2 separate regions of the Drosophila melanogaster genome follow, and region 1 is linked to region 2. A link is a contact called in public Hi-C data. All regions are on one chromosome and are shown on one strand. The core of a region is the stretch at or near the end of the contact, and the rest is flanking DNA. Distances in the headings are between cores, read along the strand shown.

Region 1 (5,259 bases), core at 147-2,646, 62 kb before region 2:
ATTTGTTTCTATAATACCATTGACGTCAAACAAACGGCATGGACCATCAACACAATTAATATGGAATTAGAAAAGTCTCGCGACGTTGTCCCCACATCTGCCACCAAGTCGGGCTTGGGCTGATCTATGCTAATTCCCCGCCCGATCGGCAAATACAATATTTATAAGGCGAAGATTCTGAATATGCTTCCTCCCTGAGACTACATAATTTAGCTAGGCTTTATAAATATTCATTAGGAGTCAAATACTCGTTGCTGTGGCGCTTCGAAAAATATTTGAAAGCCTTCTTGGAAATATTCCCAGTATTTGCGATGTTGATTCAGACATTGCTGGCCTACATTTTATGGCGGAAATTGATTTTCTCTCGGAAAAAACATGACTGAAAAAATACTGAACACTTAAAGGGGATTTCTACATATAAGCGACTTAAAAAGCGCCACAAAAATTTCTTCAAATCGTCGTTACTAAGCCAGAAATCCCAAACCTTTATCGTCTATATTCATTCATTTCATCAGAATATACGGTTTTTTTTTATGCGGAGAAAAAACCACAAAAAATATTTGTTCTCATATATAAGAACTTAATGCCACATATATTCGATAACCTAACAACTTCGGGCAGAACTCATAAATTTAATTCATCAACTCCACCCAAAAGCAAGCACAAAACTCTGCCCCAAAAGTGTTTCTCAAATAAAATTGAGGATATATGTGATGATGTCTGGCACATATTAAAATGCGGCAGAGAGAACCAGTTGAAAAATTAGACATGAAAAGATTCTGGTATATGGGGAATGTCGCGTGAAAAGAAATACATTTATGCAAAAAAAATCTGGGTAAAGAAATATAAAATAAATAAAAATCCATTGAGCCCAACAAAAGGGGAGAATTATTTGAAACTCGTTTGGCTGGCGCGGCATTTTATTAATAATCTTAATGAATGTGAAACACTTTTATCACAGAAAATTGAAACGGTGAATGGGGCAAGGGGCGTGGCGGCGAGGAAGGGGCGGCGTACAGCACGCGTCATTATCAAATGCCTTGTGATCATTACCGGCGCTACAGTTTTTTTCTCTTCCCGCCGCATTTACGTCAGCAGATGGTCTGGCTGGTTTAAGGTTTAAGGTGGAGTCGCCTACTTTGGTAAATATACATATATATATACTATATATTGTATATTCCCAGTTCTTATATATTTAATTTCCTAGACGCTTTGCTTGCCTTCCATTGAATTTCAGTTTGCACCCTTCATATCGGTCGATCTGTCAATATTTGCAAGTCACTTTCATGTTTGTTTTGCAAAAAAAGGAAAAAAAGAGAGAGGGGCATTAAAACAAATATTTCTGGAGCTACAGATACAGATCCATTGGCTTGTTCAAGAGTCGTTGACGCTCGTCGACTCGACTGAACTCGGTGCGAAAAGCAAAACGCTGTCAATATTTGCACTCCGGGCACTGGGTGTGACATTACTCATACGCACCGTTGGCACGGACGAACGCATTAGAACCTGCAACCGGCTAATTAGCTGCCATATCCGACTGCACAAACAGTAGGGCAGTCCAAGCAAATATGGATCCGTATTCCTATTTGTTTGCCCACTGATTGCCGCGATCGGTAGTTTGAAAGTAGTTCGCACCTGCCACATATCCCAGGGCCCCATTGAATTTACATGGAAATCAAGGCTGTACGGATATTTACATAAATTGCCATTGCCCAGAGTCTGGGCAGCGGGTTGAGTTGGCCTTTTCAAGTCTGGGGATCTCATCTCATCTGGGTGCCGCCCTGCGATCCGTTCCCAACCCAACCGAACCGAACCGAACCGATCCTCTGTCCCTGCCTTGTGTATTGAGTTGTTATGGCCAACGCCTTTGTTTACCCTGCACCATTTTGGCCCTTGTTTTCGTTGTTGTCGACGTCGTGTGCGGCGGCTCCTGTTGTTGTTTTTGGCCAGTAAGAGCCGGTTGGGCCCAAATAAACACTGAGTCCGGCAACTTACTCCAATCCAAAGGCGACCCTGGGCTGCATGGTGGTGTTTGAGTCATAAATTGTTATGACCATTTGGTTGGTATTTTATATGCTTTCGAAACAACATTAAACATTTTATTTTAAAGAAATATTAAAAAAATCTGTGTATCTGTAAAATTAATTTGTAGTTAAAATTTTCAAATTTCTATGAAATAATTTTAATATATGATTTTTCATAACCATCTTGACCATGTTTTTCATACCACAAACACCTAGCTTTACTCGTTTTGACCACTGTGACATCCACCGCCATTGCTGCCATCCAGAGGGCCTGGTCCTGGTCCTTTGTGTTGATCGCAGACCGGTGGAGAAAATTGTTCAATTACACAGAGGCTCGGGATGTCGAGACAAGGGCTACTTGGGTAGTCGCAGCCCGGCAACGACTGCGATTTGCATTTGCAGCGAATCGAAGCACCGGGATGTCGAGATGCAAGATGGAATGGAATGGGATGGTATGGTATGGGATGGGATGGCATGCACTGGAGGAGCGTACCCTTTGCATCTCATAATTGCATGCGACTTGATGCACGTTAAGCAAGTTAACACCCAAGTGCAGCAGCTGCTGCAACTTTAATTAGTTTTGCAGCCAGTGAGAGCGAAAGGGATGGCCTGCGAGCGGGATAGAGTCATTTTTGAATAATGGCCGCTGCTGCAATGCATTAAATTGGCCATCGATTACACGACCCCAGCCAAAAACCTGCTGCAAAACGGCACCAAGAAAATGGCCACCAGTCGCGCTCAAATTTTCCACCACTCAAAGATAAGACTTGGCAATACCCCTTGATAAACACTACGAGCAGTAGTAGATAGTAGACACACCGCGCAGTTGGCCATATAGTTTTACCCCATGGTTACTGCGTCAATCAATTAACAGATAGTAAAAGCCATGCCCGTCGGAGGCGATCGTTTAGGTGGCTTAGGTAAGGGTATGGTTTACATGGCAACAGGCGATCGATCGCCAGTTCGATTGGTCTATGTGCACGGGAAAAACAATTGGCCACAAATGATATAAATTTTATAGTTGTATGACACTAGGACACTGTAAGAATGACACTATGTTGATTCAAAATGAAATACAAATAGATATTTTGTAGGTATTGAACTTCAAAGAGTTACAATGAGCAAGATACTTTACTTCACTAGTTAGTATCAAAATGCCCTGTTTCCAAGTAAATTTCTCTTAGCAAATGTTAGTTTTCAAATGATTATTGGTGTGTAGTACGCAGTACTATTTTCCCCAGTGTAGATACTCCAATCGATCGATCGGCGGAGCGATCGTGCCAGCCTTGCACGGCTAATATTGACTGCCACTGTCTAATTATAGCGCCCAGCCCGAGCTCAGACGACTGTGCCTACGTGATTGTGTGTCTGTGTCACACGACCAGCACCAGCCCCATTCCGCGATCCCCACCCCAGTTACAGCGGCCCACCACCGACGACGACCTGCCCGCGTGCCCACCGAAAGCACCACCACCCAACTGGCACCCTACGAGCGTCAGGCGGTGATAAGAAAATCCACTTGACACAACTCGCGGCGAGCACAACAAAATAATTATTGATAAAAGCGGCTCTACGACTATGTGTACACACATATGTACGTATGTACGTATGAAGATAGATTTTGCACAGGCAAACAGTACATTTGTACGAAAATAAGAAAATAACAAAAAACTACAACGATTCATGGAAAATTTTTCAACAACTCGCAGTTCATTGCTTCCCCCCCCCGATGGGCGTTGGGTGGTGGGTGGTGTTGGGTGGCTGGTGGGTATACGGTATACGGCATACTGTCAGTGTAAAAATAGCATTATTTAGCAGAGAGAGTAGAGTCCGCTGCGAGTCGCATTCGTCATGGCACACGCAAAAAGTCATGCCCCTGCCAGCTACCTAGATATAATCTATTTACGTGTACGCCACCTATCTCCACATATACATACATACATACATACATATATATGCCCGATAAGGACGGCTGACGTCCCCCTATATTTCGAAAAATATGATATATACATGTATGTCATATATGTACATACAACCGTGGCGAGCACGGGTTTTGGATCTCATGATAAGACGGCGGCAAGGGGCAAAAACCTGCGGCGGCGGAACAGTCACGCTCCTTGTGATAAGAACTTTGGGGGGGACTTGGTCAATTTCCCAAGTGTTATTGACTCGCTGCCATGGATTTGCCCGGCGGCACTCAAGTAGGCTCGACTGCCAAAGATAAACAGTCGATTCGCGGTGGGCGGGGGTGGAGTGTCAATAGGGGGACCAATGGGGTCTGCAGAAGTCATAGACTGGTACGATAAAGAAAGACCGTGATAAGAGCCTTAAAATATATAGAAACTAAGAATCGTTGTCGTTAGCCCAGAAATATAGAAATGGGTATTCATTCTCCTTACTTCCAAACAACGCTTTCAAAGATGCTAAGGAAAATCCTAATTTAAATGTTAGAATCTTGGGACCTATGTAAGATATATAAGTTCGAATTGTATAAGAAATGATTTAAGCGCAGTATGAATATTATAATATTTAGTAAAGGCAGTAAAAGCATTTCCGCCTTACGAGTCCAAGCTGTTTTACTTTGACCTTTGAGTTTTTCTTTTACCAAAAGAGCTAGAACCCTGAAAAACCGATTAAACCTTCCCCAAACGACTTCAATACCACCTTCTGCAATTGATCGCTGCACTGAGAGAAAAAACCTTTCTTTGTGTGCCGCTAGTCACGTGGTGGTTAATATGGTTTTCCAGAAAAAAAACCGCGTACGCCGTACGAAATGGATGAATATGTCGGTATTCATATCGGGCCGAGTAGACCCAAAGACCCATATAGCCAAAGGCCCCCAGAACACAAGTGTGCCAAAGTCCAGCGCAAAAGAGTAGTGTCTGCCATAAATTCGAATGGAACAAACAAAAAGTGCCCACTCTGCGGAAAGCTGATTACACACACGGCACTCGAGGAGTCCAGGAGTCACACTAAATGAATATTAATAATCCGAGAGCTACTAAAAATAAACCATCAATCATGTGGGCATTCGACCAGCGGGCGATTTAATCTAATCGCATCTAATGTGGCGTCTAAGTAAACAACTGGAGTATTTGGACGCTAATTAGGCTGTCGAATGTCATAAAGCCAAGAAGCAACGCCTCGAGGGGCTCATGATGTGTCCATTTTTCTTGGTGGCTCGACCTCAGACCTCAGACCCAGACCCATAGCCATTCCAAAAGCCGAAAGCTAT
Region 2 (5,925 bases), core at 1,850-4,349:
ATGATATAAAATAGAATAATGTTATAATCTCGTGCCAATCGAGTCTCGGCATATTTACAAACTACATGGACTTGCGGAACTTTCAAGAGTGTTTCGACAAGAGTCATCGATCTTGGATGGTCGAATCACCTACTGGTACTGGTGGTACTGTGGCTGCTGCTGTTGCTGCTGGTGCTGATACTGCTGCTTGCTGGGCCCGGAGCTGTACTCCTGCTGGGCCTTGTGCCCTCCAGCGCGGAGCAACTGCGTCGGCGGCGGGGGAGTGGGGATCTTCACCACGATGTCGGTGGGCTCGCGAATGACCTCGGCCTTGAATCCCTCCTTTGGATCAGCCGTGTACTTGACGGTGCGGATGAAGCCATCGGAGTCCACCACCGAGTAGCTACCCTTGATCACCGAACCGTCGCGAATCTCCTTGCGGTTCTGGTAGTTGGTAAACTCGTCGTCCTTCACATCGAATCCAAACTGGTACGAGGAGTTTTGCTAAAAAACATTGTTAGTTAGGCATTAGTTGGGAGATGAGGCTATAACTAAATCTATTACTTAATATGATTTATGAGTAATTAGTAATATAATTGCAAATGCTTTTAGCACTTGTATGATATTAATCTCTTGAAAGGCACTTAAATTTTTTTAATTTCTAAATTAAATGTGATAAAAAGTTATGATATATTTACAGAAAGATATGGGTGCCAGTGAAAACTAATTAAATTGTGCAATGAAAATAGTATCGATTCCAATACACTTTTGCAAAGAAATAAAATCAGATTGGGCACTTTGTGAATGGGGTGGGGCTCGATGGGGACTTTAAATGCGTACTACAACCTGGTGCTGACCCACTTTTGAGGCTGGCCCAAAAAACGTGTCCAGACGCTGGTGTTGCGTCATCGCCCCAAGGCACATTCGCGTAGGCTGTGCAACTCCAAACTCCCAATCCCAGATCACGCACAAGTGAAAGTAATTTGGAGCCGCTTGCATATTTTAATGGTCCGATCGCACGGAATCAAAGTGCCGGTTCGTTGCAGCGGCTGCGGATCACACGATCGATCCGTTGACTGCGGATTATGTTTATGCAACCAGGCGATCGAAGCACCACCACCCATAAAAACCTCGAGGCGTTGGATAATTTATGCACAAGGTTGGTGCGATTTCCCCCTAGTTCTTGTGAGGATCCAATGGCAGCAAGACCTTCGATTGGCCAAGACAATCGGATCTAAGATTGCTGGCAACTGGGTTAAGGTAACAAGAAGATCGTGGCTTTAGAGCGTGGCCACAAATCGATTCCTCGTTCTTTTATTTTAGGTAGCCTTTTAGGCCTGACGTGGACCAAAAAAACAAAGAGCTTAAATGCCCACAGAACTGCAGGCCAAAAATTGGAAAGGCAAAGCCAGTTTGCAAGCCGGTTCTAATGCGTGCCATGTCCATTGGAGCTCATTGTTGTGGGAATTGGGCTCGGAGTTGCAGATCTTATGGTCACGGAGTGGGGATTGGGGTAAATGGGTCGCATTTGAAAGTGATTGTCTGGCGGAGACATTAAGCGGTAAATTGCAATCACTTGTAATGATTAATATAATAGCTCTTACAAATTTGACAATGCTAAGATGTGTTTTAATCATTACATGTGCCGCCACATGATGTTTTCCATTTTCCTAGTGTCTACTAATTTCTTTTGCATTTTAGTTTTAGGATGATGAAATACCAAATTAATTGTCATGTAACTTTTTTTTTTTTTTGACAAAACCCATCAAATCCTGTTTGGGCCATCAATTTTAAGTGGCTAATAGGATGACACACCAACTGAGCACCTTAACCCCATCTCGTTGGCTTGCCGCCGCATTAAGCCTGATGGATTATGGTCACTTTGGTAACGGATATTCGCCAGCTTCCGCATGCAAAGGCCATAAACAATCGCCGGTGGCTAAGTGGCCAAACGGACCGGACCAGGAGCGAACCCGGGCCAATGAACATGCACAATGCGATGCACACACATATGGCCATGGCCAAATCCACACTGTTGCCACACTGAGCGTGGTTAATGAACCCCAAGTCACAGTTGCCCTCCCCCGATCCATCCCCCAATGCCATTGCATGCTTCAATTGTAATTATGTTGTTGTTGTTTTCACTGATGTTGCAGTTGCTGTTGCAGTGAAGCGAAAAGGAAAGTGCGCGAAAGTCCCACTCGAATGTGAGTTCGAACACCAGCTGGGTGCACCGCAAAAAGAGGATCGATTTCAATTTGATATAAAGTATCAAAACGGCTTTGAGTTAAATAATTAAGCTTGTTTCTTTTTTGCAAATTGATTTAAACTGGTTACTTTTAGCTGATCACTGGGTTTCATAGATATCTGTTGATCTATTTGTTTCACATATCTTTTTCATTAATACTTCTTCATATCCGCACCTCATTATTTGTTTGAAAAATGGACATATTGTTTTACGTGTACTGTTAACTTACGTCATCGTATTCCTCCTCCTCGTTTTGCTGCTGCAGCGACAACTTGTGCTGTCCTTTGCCGAGGATCGAAGTGGAAGGAGCCTGGTAGGAGGACTGCTGAATCCTGCGTGGTGGCTGAGGAGCAGCCTGGGCAGGTGGACGGTAGGCGGCCTGCTGAGGCTGATATTGCTGTGAAAAGGTTGTAGATCCAACAATATAGACATCTAGATTATTTGTACAGTAAGTAAGCAAACCCACCTGATAATCCCTGACCGATGGAGCCACGTATCCCTGTTGCTGCTGTGCCCGGATCTGCTCCGCCACCGTATCCTTGATCCTGATCTGCTGGCCAGAGTTCACGTACTGCTGCGTCTGCTCCGAGTTCTGCTCGAAAATGGGCGTGCCATCGTGGGGCTGAGCCTGCTGTTGCTGCTGCTGTTGCTGCAGCTGCTGGTAGTACTGCCTCAAGTAGGCGGGATCCACGCCCTGTTGTCCACTGACCACCACGCCGCAGATGGCCAAAGTGGCCGTCACCAAAAGGAGTTGCATGTTGCTAAGGGTTTACTGGATACTAGATCACACTTGGACGACGGAACGCGGGCACTTGTATTCAAATTCAAACGCTAACTGAAACCTCGACGGAGCCACAATTGTATCTGCGCTGGCTGCGAATCCAAATTGCACTTTTATATCGGCAAACGACAAACGACGAGCGGCAAGCCAAACGACGGCTCTCTCACGCTCTTATTGGCCATAATGCGACTCTCTTGGCTGATTTACAACAGCTGTTTTTTTGGGTGGCCAAAAGACCCCAACTCGGTTGTCACTTCCGTTCGAATCACAGTTCCTCTACCCTCGACCTGGGCCATTGTTAAAGGTTTTTTCCCTACTTTTTTTTTGTAACCCTACGTGATCTCGGCCAACAGCTGTTAACTTGGCCAAAAAAAAAAAAAAGAGGAAGCTGACTAGCATTGGAAAACTTTCCCGAATTTATCATTGCAACAGCTATGCACTCACACACTTTCGAGGGCATGCAGTGCCCACGAGCAAATGTAAATTGCATTTGCAGTTTACTCCTTCGACATGCATGTCTATATAATATAGCTATATCTATATTCCACGCAATTCTCTTGATGGCTTCCCATTAGATAATCATGCCCAATTAATCGCTTGGCTCTTGGAGAAGAAGAGGTCAATGCGATCGGAGGAGGGCCACACCCGAGTCAAAAATCGAACCCAGCAAGTGCATTGTTGCTGACCCAAATTCGACTAAACGTTTTTCTATGTATCCATCTATCTGTGAATAGCTAGCTATCTATATATGTATCTGCCTATCTGTATCTGAATCAGACGTTGCGTTTGCGTTGCGGTTGAATGGGTTCAAGCGATCTTCGATGTCGCCGATTGCCAAATCTTCTCTTTTTTTTTCTGCACTCCCAAGCCCTTTGCATATACGATCTTTGCGATCATGTGATGGTGGCATTAAGCCCCATAAGTCCTCCTACAACATTTGATACGTGATTACAATTGCCACAGAGCACTCTTTTGCGTATGGTTCATGAGATACGCCCTGAATTTGCATCGATTCGCAGTCGACAAGGTCGTTTCGGGGGAGTCGAAAACGGGGCATTAAATGTGGGGCTGACCGTTTAATGGGATCGCGCTGACATTGTAACAGCTTTGAAATAAAGCAAAATAGTACACAATCGAAAGAAAAACCAACCACATTTGTGGCTTACTTAGCCGTGAAGTGAAAGTACATTATGTGTTGCAGACGATTGTTATGCACATTACACACGTACACACACTCGAGTGACTTATTTCCATTCAAATTAAAGTCAAATTTATGGGTACGCTCATTTCTCGGCTCATGTGTGCATATAGTTTCAATATAAATACGTTTAATTGCCGGAATGATTGATGGAATAAGTGCAAATCTGCAGCGTCATGTTATGCAAAGATTTTTGGCTACTTCTTTTTGACTTCGGTTTGCTATGGTTTTGAACTGGGTTTGGCCCTACTTAATGTTTTAAAAGAAGGCAGGCTGACAGACAAAAGAGCTCGTCATATTCAAATTATTGTGATACAATTACGTTGTCGGCATGTTGAAATGTACGATTCAAAATATATTGCACTTTAAGCGTAAATTTCAGGTGCAAATGCCTTTAAATTACATAATAGTTCCACGTCATATGATCACACTTGATATATAAAAATCTGATTCATACATATGTACGTAAATTAGCTTGCTTATATTTATAACACATAATGCACACACATTTCTTTCATCCAATCAAAGTCACTTTTATTAATTAAAACATTCTTAATACCTATTACATTCCATGACTAGAATCACTCGGTATTAACACGCCTGACTGGCTGTTAACTTAGAATCAGCATAACATAAACATAACTATAAACCAAATTTTACTTTCCTTTTTTTTTTATTTAATTAATTTATATACGTTTTCTATTGCATATGCAGACAGTAATTAGGTTGAGGCGGCGTTAAGTGGTGTTTATATCGTAAATTTATTTCGATGCCAATTGATTACCAATCCATTATATCATCAAGCTTGTTAGTGGTTCACAATTTCTTGTCGTTCTTCATATAATTTATTGAGTAAGTTAAACAGAATTTCATAAAAATCCGCTAAATATGTTAGGAGATAAAACAAGTGCAGCAGATGTTGCCGATGTTGCGTTGATGTTGATGTTGCTGCTGTCGCTGGTGTTGCAGCTGCACTTTCTAGTACTCGGTGGCACCAATCACGCTGTACATGAGACGATTGAAGGAGCCGCTCTGGCGTATGTTCTCATCGTGGGTGTTTACCACCTGTTCACCCATCATAAGACACATCATTAGTATAACATTCAGTTAACAGTGAATAAATCCGCGCTACTCACATTGTACGGCGGCCGGGATACTGGCGCTGATACTGGTTTCTGTAATAGCATTTGGATGGAGTGAACAGATAAGATATAGCTTAATAACTCTGGCTAAATCCAGCAATTTCGGTTAAAAACTTTTTAAATGCAATATTCAACTGTTATGAGCTTCGGTTAGATGTTATTATTCCGTGTTAGAATGCCAAAAAGATGTGTGCTTCTTGTGATTTGGAAAATATACACATATATGGAGTTAATGGATGTGTTTAGTGTAGTTCGATGCCAGCAGATGATCGATCGACCAAAAAATCAAGTTAGTAACACTACTTCGGCCCCGTTAGTCGTCGTTACAGCGCGTTTACATGCCGCCAGACAAGGACACACAGACACTGTTGACTAACATTCGGTTGGATCAACTGTACACGTTACATTGACACGAATAGAGAGACAGCGAGCGAGATAGAAACAGAGAGAAATAGATAGACTTTGTACAGGATGAGCTTGAGAATCGAGCGATATTGTCGGATGCCTTCACATAAAGTTTTAACTGAGTTCGACTGATTCGAGTTGATTGAGAGATTTGCTTGATTTTCGAACGGTT

Evidence for each region. Hi-C and Micro-C count contacts between places; a contact is called where the count stands out from the background.
Region 1: a contact with region 2 is called in a Hi-C map of the Kc167 cell line, with 3 times the contacts expected there. A contact is called at or near these places in 5 of 107 Hi-C or Micro-C datasets (the Clone 8 cell line, the Kc167 cell line, the OSC cell line and 2 more).

The regions. Positions count from the first base shown.
Region 1 is chr3L:8,698,753-8,704,011 of dm6, reverse strand. No RefSeq gene overlaps it. Among named protein-coding and RNA genes, the nearest start is that of lncRNA:CR44526, 8.7 kb to the right of the region's middle.
Region 2 is chr3L:8,637,613-8,643,537 of dm6, reverse strand. It overlaps Cpr66D (Cuticular protein 66D), which reads right to left and starts at 3,099. Exons shown (of 3, transcript NM_168288.3): 1 at 2,694-3,099; 2 at 2,457-2,624; 3 at 1-483. The coding sequence starts at 2,984. The coding sequence ends at 130. It overlaps Zasp66 (Z band alternatively spliced PDZ-motif protein 66), which reads right to left. Exons shown (of 8, transcript NM_001169914.3): 7 at 5,343-5,381; 8 at 4,725-5,271. The coding sequence ends at 5,185.